2 separate regions of the Scylla paramamosain genome follow, and region 2 is linked to region 1. Evidence: chromatin contacts called from public Hi-C data. All regions are on one chromosome and are shown on one strand. Each heading gives the region's core, a stretch centred on a gene start, on an enhancer-like site or on the middle of the called end of the contact. The rest is flanking DNA. Distances are from core to core; before and after follow the strand shown.

Region 1 (6,067 bases), core at 1,061-3,560:
TCGCAGATGTTACACTTGTAGGGTCGTTCCTTGGTGTGGATGCGGCGATGCACATTGAGGTTCTCCTTGACGCTGAAGGTTTTGTCGCAGAATTCACACCTGAAGAGAAAGCAAGGTCATAAGAACAGGATGTCTTTTACTGGTTGAGGTTGTCTGTGCCTCTCTGTTCCTGTTCCTCTCCTCTACCTCTCATTCCTTTGGTTTGTTCAAGTGGAAAGTGATGTACCTATGTTTGCCCCTTTACTTATCATCCATATCGAGAAATCTTTACTGTTTTTGTATTGTTAGTATGATTTGTAGGTCTTCTCAGGCGGAAAGGGACAAACCTACGAAGCTTTTTTTCACTTAATTGACCATCCATATTGAGAAATTCTCTCTCTCTCTTACGCAACACCCGGCATACTCACTTGAAAGGCTTCTCCCCGGTGTGGACGCGGTGGTGGCGAGCAAGCCTGGCGGGGATAGCAAAGCCCTTCCCGCAGATCTTGCACTGGTACGGCGGCTCTGAGACACTCTGCATCTCCATCGCCTCTCTGGGGCCCTCAGGGTGCTCCATGGAGCTGGGCTGGGGCTGGGGCTGGGGCTGTGGCTGGGGCTGGAGCTGCGGCTGGGGGTGTGTCACGTACTGGGGCTGCGCCTGGGTCTGCGGTATGGTGGTGGGGGGGTAGGCGTGGTCCATATCCATCGCCACGGGGTACGAGGAGCCAAGGCCGGGCGGCAGCATGGCCATGACTATCTGTGGGGGAAGAAAGGCGATGGGTTAACATCGTTTCATAATAACTATTTTAATTCACCTGTTTAACACGAGTCACATGTGCACTCGTAAAACCTCTTAAATCATAACTTACACACGTTTACTCCAACACGAACTTTAGAGTCTTAGTAAATCAATATAGAAACCACATTTACTCAATCTCTAATACCTGAACAGGACTGCCACGTTTCTGTAAACGCTACAACCTTTGCCACTACACTCCTCCTTGAGCACGAGAGGCGCCACTGACCCTAAAGCGAACATACAGCAAGAAACTAAAGGGAATATACATATACACCCAACGCTGACTGGCTGGATGATGTCACTTCTGGGCCGCGCGAGAACCTGAATTAGGGATGTTACGAAACCTGAGACGAACTTGTCCTTACTAAATTTACCCGAGTGCTGCTTGGAACGTGAATGAAGCAAGCAGTTTTGGTACGAACGAGTGTTAACTACCAAGTGACAAGAAACGTTTGCATATTCATTGAGTTTCTTCATGACTTATCTCTCTCTCTCTCTCAACCTAAAGCAATCACAAGCAAAGGCATTTATAATTCTCGTGTGTTTGTATGCTTGCCAGGCTATTTAGAAATGTGGGTCAGACGTTTGTGTGCGTGCGAGCCCTCTCAGACATTCTCATTTTTTTTTTCTTACTGCTGAGAGAGAGAGAGAGAGAGAGAGAGAGAGAGAGAGAGAGAGAGAGAGAGAGAGAGAGAGAGAGAGAGAGAGAGAGAGAGAGAATCCCAAAGTTCTTAATCCCAACACTTCCGCCTCTGCCTCGTCCTCTTGAACCTTTGTGCTCCCTGAAGACTAAGACTTTCACACTTACTGCTTGCTTGCTTGCTCTCTCTCTCTCTCTCACACACACACACACACACACACACACACACGTACGGATTTTATTGTGTAAGTTAATTCCCCGTATTCTTGTAGTAATTCATGCTTTACTTCTCCATTTAATATTAAGTTGTGTGTGTGTGTGTGTGTGTGTGTGTGTGTGTGTGTGTAGACGTTTGTTGTAGAAGAGGAAGCCACTCACTCGCACACCACCAAAACTAACGCATCATCACAAGTCTCAAAGTTCTACACTAAACACTTCGATGGTAAGTCAATAAGTCACAATACTCACCAATAACGATCAAATAGAGAAGTGGTGAGGTGTGTCCAGTCACCAGAGAGTGGCAAGGGTTAGCGGTAGCACAGACTCTTCTTCACTGGGACACACAATACACCATGTTCACTCAAGCACGGCGAAGCTCAGACTGTCTGTCTCTCACTGTTCACTAGCGAGGTAGTCTCCTAGTCCAAAGGGCAAATGCTCACTGAAGAAGTGCACAGGCGATACTACTGCGGCTCTCACTCGGGACACACATATATGCCCCGCCTTCACACAAGCGCAGAAGATTCTGACTGCCCTCACCTTGGCCCGCACTGGCACCCCGCGTCTGACACTTTCGTACTGCATCATGTACCTTCCCCCCCTCCTCATGTCCTGAGGTCCGGAGGGGGAAATGGGGGGAACCTGCGGGGGGTTGCACACGCACCTATTTTATTGTCCTCTGCGTGGGTAGGGATGGTATGGGGTTAGTGAGTATAATTCTGTATTGATCGTGCGTTGGCAGCGCGGCGAGGAGGTAACTGAGGACTCGTGGCTCGGCCGGCGCGGGGCGGACGGAGCCTTGCTCGTGTAAGCTAACTGGGTGCATTGGTGCAATACATTTATTTTTTTCAGACGCAGGCCATTCCGTGCTCCTGAATGGCACTTGAACACTTGGGTCACACACACCTGCCCTCTTTGTCATTCCCTTCCACCTTTGGAGTTATCGGTACCGGGTAAATCATACTTCACTTTTTACTGACCGGGAGATTTGGCAACGTCGCCACGAGTACACCCACACAAGTATATTTTTGTGACGTATCGGCAGGGCAGGTGTAAACCGCGAGCTGATGGGCTGCCCCGTGCGCCGTAATCCCCCAAGTGTGCAAGAACAGTACTGCTGCATGAACACACACACACACACACACACACACATACACACACCTCTGATCATTAAGTGCATGACAGGAAGAGAAGAGGAAGAATACACCGTACTGAGACACACACACACACCTAATGATTAAATACACGAAAGAGAGAGAGAGAGAGAGAGAGAGAGAGAAAACTATTTTTTCATTATTTTCGCATCAAGTATATATGCCATGCTTTGTGTGCTGCATGAAGACAGTTCCCTCGCCAAAACAAGAGGGGGTAGTAGTGGCGGTGATGGTGGTGGTGGAGTGGGAGTGGGCCATCATCTGAATGAATAGAGGCTGGGGTGGCGGGGACGTGTGGGCGAGGCATTGTTGTGAGGCGGAGGGGAGGGACAAGAGGTAGAGAGGGGAAGGGAACCCACCGCAGGAGTGAATTGGCGAGGCGTGCTAAGTGACGAGTGGCAACAGCAGAGCCTGGAACCTGAAAAGAGAGTGTGGAGTTTGGAGAATTTATACCGCCTTGTCAAATGTTATGTAACTGTCTCTTGGTCTCTCCTCGCTCACAGGACAGGAGGGACACAGTGCCAGTCTCTCATGCCTCGCTACAACTTACCTAGCAACTATTTACTTCTTTCTCTTCCACAGTACGCATTTAGTCAACTACTTGTTGCCTCCCGTTCTCTTTCCAAGTGTTGTGTAGCTCTTGATCCCTCGCTTAGATGATGATACAAACGCCTCAGTCCCTACATGTACCTCGCAACACTTAACTGAGTAACGTATTTATTCTACATGTCTCTCTAACAAGCTACTACTGCTTTTACCTTCCCTTGCTAAATGTTATATTGTCTCTTGCTCCCTCGCTTAGATGATGTCAACACCAGCCTCACTCTCGCATGCCTCACAACATCTGGCCAACTGCTTCTTATACATGTATCTCTATTGCACCATGCACTTATAAACTAATACTGCGTTGCCTTTCTGTGCTAAATGTTATATAATTGTCCCTTGTTCCCTCGCTTAGATGATGATAGGGTCAGCACCAGTCTCTCTCTCTCTCACACACGTCTCACTTCAATTTACATCGCAAATGTTTACTTCTTTGTCTCTCACAGCACGCACTTATGAATTATCAGTGTGGTACTAATAATGTGTTGCCTTCAATATGTCATGTGAATTATGCCTCACCTTTTGTCCCCTCGCCTCTCACACACGTGTCTCTCTAACAAACTTCACTTTTTACATCTCTTTTTTTGTAGCATGCACTTGTGAACCATCAGTGAGTTACCTTCTTTCTTTTTCTTTCTCCTTCACTGTGGATGCTTCAGGATAATGAGAGCTCAGTCTTCCTCCAACAACAATGATTTTTTTTATTTATTTTTTTTTTTATCATTGTTCCTCCTCGTTCTTCGCTGTATATATGTTTTATATTCCTTTCACAATCTCCTTTCACAATCTCCTTTATCCTTTCTTACTTTATTTATTTATTTATTTTTTTGTCATTCTCTTTTCTATTCTTTCACGATTTCTTTCACCCTTCTTTCATTCTTTTGCGACTTTTCATCGTAATATTTCTCTTCTTTATCATCTTTCTCTTCTTTGTCGTTTCTTTTTTAGTTTTCTTCGTTTTCTTCGTTCCATCTTACATGACTAATATTACCTTTCTTACTATCTTGTTTCACGATTTAATACGTCTTTCCTATCCACAATCTTTATCATCTTTCAGTGTTCTTTGTTTCTTTTTATTCTTCTTTCCTCTTGCGTGACGAGTATTATCCTTTTTTTCTTATTATCATCCTCTTTCCTGCTTTCATTGCTTCTTTCCCTTTCACGACTTCTATCATCCCTTTCTTCTGTCCCCTCAAGGCTTTATTATTTTTCTTCATCTTTTGTTATGTTTATTCTCTATCTGTCCTCTCTGTCTGTTTTCTTTGATGATGCTTCTTGTTCCTTCTTTTTTTTTTCGTTTTAATGTTTTTTTTTTTTTTTAATCTTTCGTGTCCTCTTCAAGTTTACGATTTTTCTGTTCGTCTTTCTTTCCTTCCTCTTAAGCGTCTTTTATAATCTTGCTTCGCTCATTGATGGCTCTTCTAAGCATTTTCTTTTTTTCAACTCATCTTTTTCTTCCCCTTTTCCATTTTTTTTCCTTGTTTCGTTTTCTCATTTGATTTTTTTTTTATGTGGCTTCTTTGGTGATTTTTTTTTTCTTATTCTTTCTTCTCTTCTTTTCCATAACATTCATATTTTTTTTTCTATCTGTTCTCTTTTATAACGCTTGTTTCTTCTTTCACAACATTTACCATTTCCTTTTCCATGATTCTTTTCTTCCCTTTTTTTCCTCTTCGTTCATTCCCCATAACATAGATCGGCTTTCCTTCAATCAGCGCTCTTTCACGGCCCCTTTTTCATCTTTTCTCTCCTCTTCCACCATTTCTCTTATCCTTCCTTCTCACTCCTCTTATTCATGACACTTATAAATCTGTCTTTCCATCTCTCCTCTTTCGCACCTCCTACATAATGCAGTGCTGAGTAATGCGCAGACTCAGCATCCCTCACACGTGTCACGCTATACACATGAAATACGAGAAGATTCTGTGTGTTCATCCCTCTCATCACGCCGCCCTGGACATAAGATACACAGAGTTACAGACCCTGAGTGATGCTGTCGTCTCTCTCTTTCTCTCTCTCTCTCTCTCATTTTTCTCTACTGTGGATGCTTCAAGATAGGAATAATACAGTTTCCTTTTACATACAATTACGAAAATACGAGTATAATATTGAGAGAAAACAGTAGAGGAAACAGATGTAGAGAGTTAAGAACGTGAGAACATGAGGATGAGAGAAAGTAGATTTTTTACAGCTCCTAGGATGTAATATTGAAGGAAAACAGTAGTGGAACTAAATGTAGAGAGTTAATAACGTAAGAACATGAGGGAAGCTGTAAGAAATTATCGGTGTATCACGTGGCAATCCCTGTATAAAACATGTCTACCTCTCTCCTGCTTGGTCTCCTTATGCAAACAGACGGCTAGTAAATTCTTAGCAGTGAGGACTTGATATTGGGGGAGACAGTAAATACAGTGGAAGTTTAGAAAGTCAGGAGCATAAGAATATAAGGGAACTTGTAAGAAGCCATCAGGCCTTCACGTGGCAGTGCCTGCATAATCTTATCGTCTCTCTTCATAAATTTATCTGATCTTTTTTTTAAACCTTCCTACTAACTAATAAACTGATTACTGAGCCTATCCCAGTCATCCATCTCTCGAAATTATTTTAATCTAACCTGATTAGCAATCCTAAGGATCATGTCAACACTACTCTTGTTTTATAAACCATATTCTG
Region 2 (6,067 bases), core at 2,247-4,746, 150 kb after region 1:
CTCCTCCTCCTCCTTCTCTTTTCTTTTCTTCCTTTCCTTCTTTATCTACTTCTTCTACTACTACTTCTTTTTCTTCTTCCTTTTCATCTCATTAACTTTACGTAGAAACTTCTAAGATCTAATAACTTCTTCCAGTTTTTTTTTTTTTTTTTCCTCTTTTCTCATTCACCTTACAAGTCTAAGGTCTGGTCACTCTCGCTTCGTGGAATCAGTGGCATGTGTACTTTTCAAAGACGCAGTTAGCTGAGGTGTGCAGATAAGCATTTACCTGGAAAACACAAGCTATAAATGTCATGCAGGCCTGGCTCTCTCTCTCTCTCTCTCTCTCTCTCTCTCTCTCTCTCTCTCTCTCTCTCTCTCTCTCTCTGTGTGTGTGTGTGTGTGTGTGTGTGTGTGTGTGTGTGTGTACTTTTCGCTTTTTTATCGTTTTCTTTCATTCTCTCTCTCTCTCTCTCTCTCTCTCTCTCTCTCTCTCTCTCTCTCTCTCTCTCTCTCTCTCTCTCTCTCTCTCTCTCTCTCTCTCTCTCTCTCTCTCTCTCAGCAAACAAGAGTAATCCAAATAATGACCCTATCCATTTAGTCTGCCAGCAAAATAGGAACAACGTATGAGAGAGAGAGGGAGAGGGAGAAGGAGAGAGGGAGAGGGAGAGAGGGGGGTTGTTGGTGAGGGTTTCAAGGCCCACATAGCCTAGCCAAAGAGCGAGAGCCTAGATGGAGGTCAGGGAGGCGAGAGAAGCGTGGGGAGGCATGTGTTTTTCCTCTCCTGCTATTAGTACTGATTCTCTCTCTCTCTCTCTCTCTCTCTCTCTCTCTCTCTCTCTCTCTCTCTCTCTCTCTCTCTCTCTCTCTCTCTCTGTGTGTGTGTGTGTGTGTGTGTGTGTGTGTGTGTGTGTGAGAAGTCAGGGCGTCCGTCACTCGATGAAGCACCACAAGGCCAGAACAGAAAGAAGGACAAGACCTGAGCTGTTGATTCTAATCAGGTGCTGAGGTCCTGCCAATAAAACACTGTAACCCACTTCAAATAGTGTAGAGAATGCCAGAGGGAAGGGACCTGCTGGTACTAGTAGTCAGTTAGTTGGATTGTTAATTGCTTACTTCTATCAGCTCCCAAAGTAGGCTACGTTTCTCAGTGGCACCAATTTGTTTCCCCATCTGGCTCAATCTTAGACTTCCTCCTCTCAGTCTTCCAATGTTCGGTAGAGCGCGCCTTCCGAGGGCTTCTTTAACTGTTTCTTTCCATCTCTCCGTTTTCCTCTTGGTCTTCCCCCATGGCATCCACTCCCAGCATCTTCTTGCATCTTTTTTCTACTCTCATTCTTTCCAAATACCCATACCACCTTAATTAATTAGTGGAGAAAATACAGGCTAGTTAATATGGCTAACAAGGAATTATGTGTGTATACAGTGAAGAGGGAGAGACAGGAGCACGCGGAAGTTTAGAAAGGTTGGTTAGGGAAAAAGTGTTGTTACTCCAGCAAAGTAAGGCTAGGCTATTGGAGGAAGTAAGAGAAATTACGTATTTAACCATGAAAGGAGAGAGACAGAAAGAACACGCAGATAAACACGCAGAGAACAGACAAATGTTTAGAAAGACTGGTTAAGAAAACGGTGCTTTAAGTTAGGGAGAATAAGGCTTTAGCTAGTGAAAGAAATATAGGGATCGCGTGTGTAACTGTAACAGGCGAAGGAAGATAAGAAAGAACAGGCTGAAAAACAGAAAGATGTTTTAAAAGGAGTTATTAGTTAGGCAAGGTAAAGAATAACTAGCTGAGAAAATACAGAAATTGCATATCTAACCGTGAAGGGCGAGGCGAGGAGACGAGAAAACACAGATCAATACGCAGATGTTTAGAAAGGCCGATGTTTAGAAATATTATATTACAGAATACATGTTCTTAGGCTAAGTGAGGATTGTAATTGCGTGTTTAGACCGTGAAGGGCGAAAGAGACGAGACGAGAGAACACGCATATCAACACGATAATGTTTAGAAAGATTGTTATAAAAAAAAAAAAAAAACGTGCTGTTAGGATGTGAGGATTGATACTGCGTGTTTATACCGTGAAGGGCGAGGGAAGAGACGAGAGAACACGCAGATCAACGCGCAAACATTTAGAAAGTCCGGTGACGTCTGCGCGAGCTGCGTCATGCACTGCTGAGAGGCTGAAACGTAAGAGTTCTGAGAGGTGTGACGTGCAATGAAGGGGTGTGCGTGTGGCGAGCCTGGGGAAGGTGCTCACGGGAGGGGCTTGTGGGGAAGGAATAGAAAGTTGTACACTCATCGCCGCCTGGATGTCAAGGGAAGTCAGGCGGCGATGGAGTTAATGCACCGATAGACAAACACGCAGACAGACAGACAGATGGGTAGTTTTAGGTTAGAGTTGCGAGGTTTGGTGAGGGGAAAAAGCGGGTAGTCTGAGGTTAGATTAGAGAAAGGATGCAGTGAGAAATGTGAATGCACTGATTACTGTAGTGGTGGAAAATCCTGAGGAGAGAATAAGTTAGGCACGACGAGACAGAAGGAGGGAACAGGGAAGCATGAGAGAGAGAGAGAGAGAGAGAGAGAGAGAGAGAGAGAGAGAGAGAGAGAGAGAGAGAGAGAGAGAGAGAGAGAGAGAGAGAGAGAGAGAATGGGGGAGATGTGGTTACACTTAATTTTCAAGAAGTGAGCAGGAAAAGCAAGCACAGTAAAACATTATGGCGGTGTAAATTCCTTAAAGAGAACTCGACTTAAAGCACAGAGAGACAGGAGAGAACAAGGCATGGCAGGGAGAGAAAACACCAGAATATGATACTGCACTAATTTTAAACAAGCGCGTAAGCAAAACAAGTACACTGAACATAATGGCGGTAGAAAACAAAAATAAGTACACGAGAGAGAAGGAAGGAAAAAGAAAAGTATACCAAGGAGAGAAAACAATATGATACCATACTAATTTTAGAGCAGTGAGCAAGCCATACAACCATACAACATACAAGCCATACAACCACACTGAACACTACGGTGGTAGAAAATCTTTAAGAGAGATTAACATAAGCACGGAGAGAGACAGGAGGAGGGAAAGGAGGCAGGAGGAAGCATGGCAAGGAAAGAGAATCCCAGAATATGACACCTGACAAATTTTAAACAAGGGTGTAATCAAAACAAGGACACTAAATATTATTGTTGTAAGAGATAACACACAGGAATGGACCAGGAAAGTATAACAAGAACAGAAAACCCTAGAATGTGATACAAAACATTCCCAACAAGCAAGAGAAACACTGACACTACGGCGGTAAGAATTAGGACATCACGGGGGGGAACAGAATATAAGAGAGAGAGAAATCCCCAGACTGTGATGCTAGACACATTACCAACAAGCAGGCAAGCAAACCTAATAAACACTATAGTAATTAAAGACAAGACACAGGGAAGTCTAGTTAAGTCAGAAAACCCTAGATGACACCCTACTCAAGCAGGCAGGCAAGCAACCAAAACAAGCACACAGAATCTAGGACCACTCAAATGCTGTGGTGGTAGGAAAACCTTGGGCTAGCTGGCTCATAGGCTGGTCTGGGTAGTGGTGAAGGGCTTGTGGTAGGCGGTGGGGATCGGCCTCCACCAGCACGGAGAGAGAGGAAGGCGAGAGCGACCACAGGGAGAGGAGAGAGGCGAGGCGGAGCCAGCAGGGGGGAGACCGCACGTGGCGTCTAGTGTCCGCAAGAAGCCACGGCTCCGTCCGCCCCGCGCCGTCCGAGCTTTGGCCTTACACGTGGCAGATTTTGTCATAACATTCCCCTTCTCCCGCTCTCACCTCTCTCCCCAGTGTCTCCTCCCCGTCCGCGCCTCAAACTTCCTGCCGCACCACATGACCTGGAATAAACTCCCCTCTCCCCCCCCTCAAAAAAAAAAAAAACAGTGCTGTTTTCTTTTTTTTTTTTATCTTTTTAACAATCTCCCCTCCTCCTCCTCCTCCTGTTCCTCCTCCCCTCCTCCTCCTCCTCCTCCTCCTCCTTCTCTTCCTCCTCCTCTGTCACCATCCTGCTGTTCCAGTCTGTATGTGTGTGTGTGTGTGTGTGTGTGTGTGTGTGTGTGTTAAGGGGATGGAGAGGGAAATGGTGTGAATGTGCCTGGTGGGGTGATTGTTACTGCTGCTGCTGCTGTTGTTGTTGTTAATGGTGGTGGTGGTGGTCATAGTAGTAGTAGCGGTGGTGTCAACATGGCTACAACTGCAGCTACTATTACAAAGACTGATAAAACGACTCTGAGGGTTTTTTTTTACGTAAGAAAAGAGTTATATAACAGATTACCTAACCCATATCATTCTCTCTCTCTCTCTCTCTCTCTCTCTCTCTCTCTCTCTCTCTCTCTCTCTCTCTCTCTCTCTCTCTCTCTCTCTCTCTCTTAACTAAACACATCACAAGCAACCTCACAACAGACATAATCAACAACTGCCATTAACTCTTCCTTTGTATTCTCTAGTGTGCCACTTCACAACACACGCTAACATTACACTCTTTGTATTCCCTAGTAACCGCTATATCCTTCCCCAGTCTTTCATACCCCGTCAGATAGTTTAGACACTCCAACTTTCCTTGGTGTGACGTTTGCGCCTCTTCTTGAAACCTTCCCGGAATTTCAGAGGTACAGTTGATTCTCGCATGTGAACACTTCGGGGAACCTCAAGGCCAGATAGAGTCTTTCACTGACCTTAGCTAAGCGAGCCGGCCAAGTTCGTGGAAGTGTTCAGGGGGTGGTGGGGGGTTGTGAAATGTGTGAATGAGTAAGTGATGGTAGTGATGGTGTTGTCTTGGTGTCTTTTCTTGTGAAGGACTGGGAAAAGAGAGGTGATATAAGAGGAGGTAGGAAGGAGAGAATAGGAAATGGAAAAAGGAGGGAAGTGAGGTGGAGGAGAAAACAAGGGAGATGAAGCAAAAGAGTAGGTAGGGAGAAGAGAATAAGAGAAATGAAAGAGGGAGGAAGGAAGTAAGGTGGAGAAAAGGGGGCATGGGAAAAGGAGAGGAAAAAGGTAGAAGAGAACATATATAATAGAAGAGGGAAGGAACAGAAAGGGGAGGTATAGAAAACGATTGCTGGGAAAACTTAGATGCAAAAGAGAAAAGGGAGAGGAAAAGGGAATAAGGACATACGATAAGGAAGGGAGTGGAAAAGATAGAGACGGAAGATGGTTGGAAGGAAAATTGATAGACGCAAGGAGGAAAAATAAAGAAGGGAGAAGAGAACAGAGGTAAGTGGGAGAGAGAAGAAGGGAAAAGATAATATTTTATGTATTTGTTCTTTTAAGAGGAGCTCTGTCCAGAGAGAGAGAGAGAGAGAGAGAGAGAGAGAGAGAGAGAGAGAGAGAGAGAGAGAGAGAGAGAGAGAGAGAAGCCCACTGAAGGTGCCAGGTCGTAAAAAATAGTCGAGGAATATCAAAGATTATGATGAGAAATGGACGGGAAAAAAGAAAATAAATGACAGAAGAAGGAAAAGCTAAGGATGAACTGGGGACAAAGGAGAAAGGAAGATGGAAGATATAGGAGGGAAAAGAAAGGAAGAGGTGGAAGAGGAATGAAGAGAAGGGGAGAGATGGAAAGAGGAACTAAAGAAAAAACGTGATGGAAGGTAGAGGATGGAAAAACGGAATAGAAAGGTGATGAGAGGAAAAGGGAGACCTGGAAGAAGGAAAAGAAAAAAAATACAATGGAGAGAATGAAAGAAAAAGGAGAGATAAAAGAAGAAAGAGAGAGGGGAGATGGGAGGGAAGGAGAGGGAGTAAGGAAAGAATATAGGCTATACTATCTCTCTCTCTCTCTCTCTCTCTCTCTCTCTCTCTCTCTCTCTCTCTCTCTCTCTCTCTCTCTCTCTCTGTCCTATAGCCAGCGGGAGTGCACGAATGAAGGCAGGGTAAGGCAAGGCTGTGCTACAATGTATAGTAACTTGCTTCTCTTGTGCTGGGAGGGAGGCTGAGGTACGGCTTGGTGGAGCGGGCGGGGAGGGACGGGCTGGCTTGGGTGGCGCGGGGTCATGCAGTGTGATTCCTTCCTTGTGCGTCAGGCAAAGGTCGTTGTGCTATTTTTGGCAGC

Evidence for each region. Hi-C and Micro-C count contacts between places; a contact is called where the count stands out from the background.
Region 2: a Hi-C map of testis shows a contact between it and region 1, with 9 times the contacts expected there. The contact joins the enhancer-like site here to the promoter of LOC135113347 in region 1. A contact is called at or near these places in 2 of 2 Hi-C or Micro-C datasets (muscle and testis).

What each region holds. Positions count from the first base shown.
Region 1 is chr25:21,218,594-21,224,660 of ASM3559412v1, forward strand. It overlaps LOC135113347 (zinc finger protein 358-like), which reads right to left and starts at 2,311. Exons shown (of 4, transcript XM_064028594.1): 1 at 1,887-2,311; 2 at 408-736; 3 at 1-99. The coding sequence starts at 730.
Region 2 is chr25:21,372,140-21,378,206 of ASM3559412v1, forward strand. No RefSeq gene overlaps it. Among protein-coding and RNA genes, the nearest start is that of LOC135113350, 17 kb to the right of the region's middle. Within about 2 kb of position 3,497, the one cell type or tissue checked has an H3K27ac peak away from gene starts, as active enhancers do.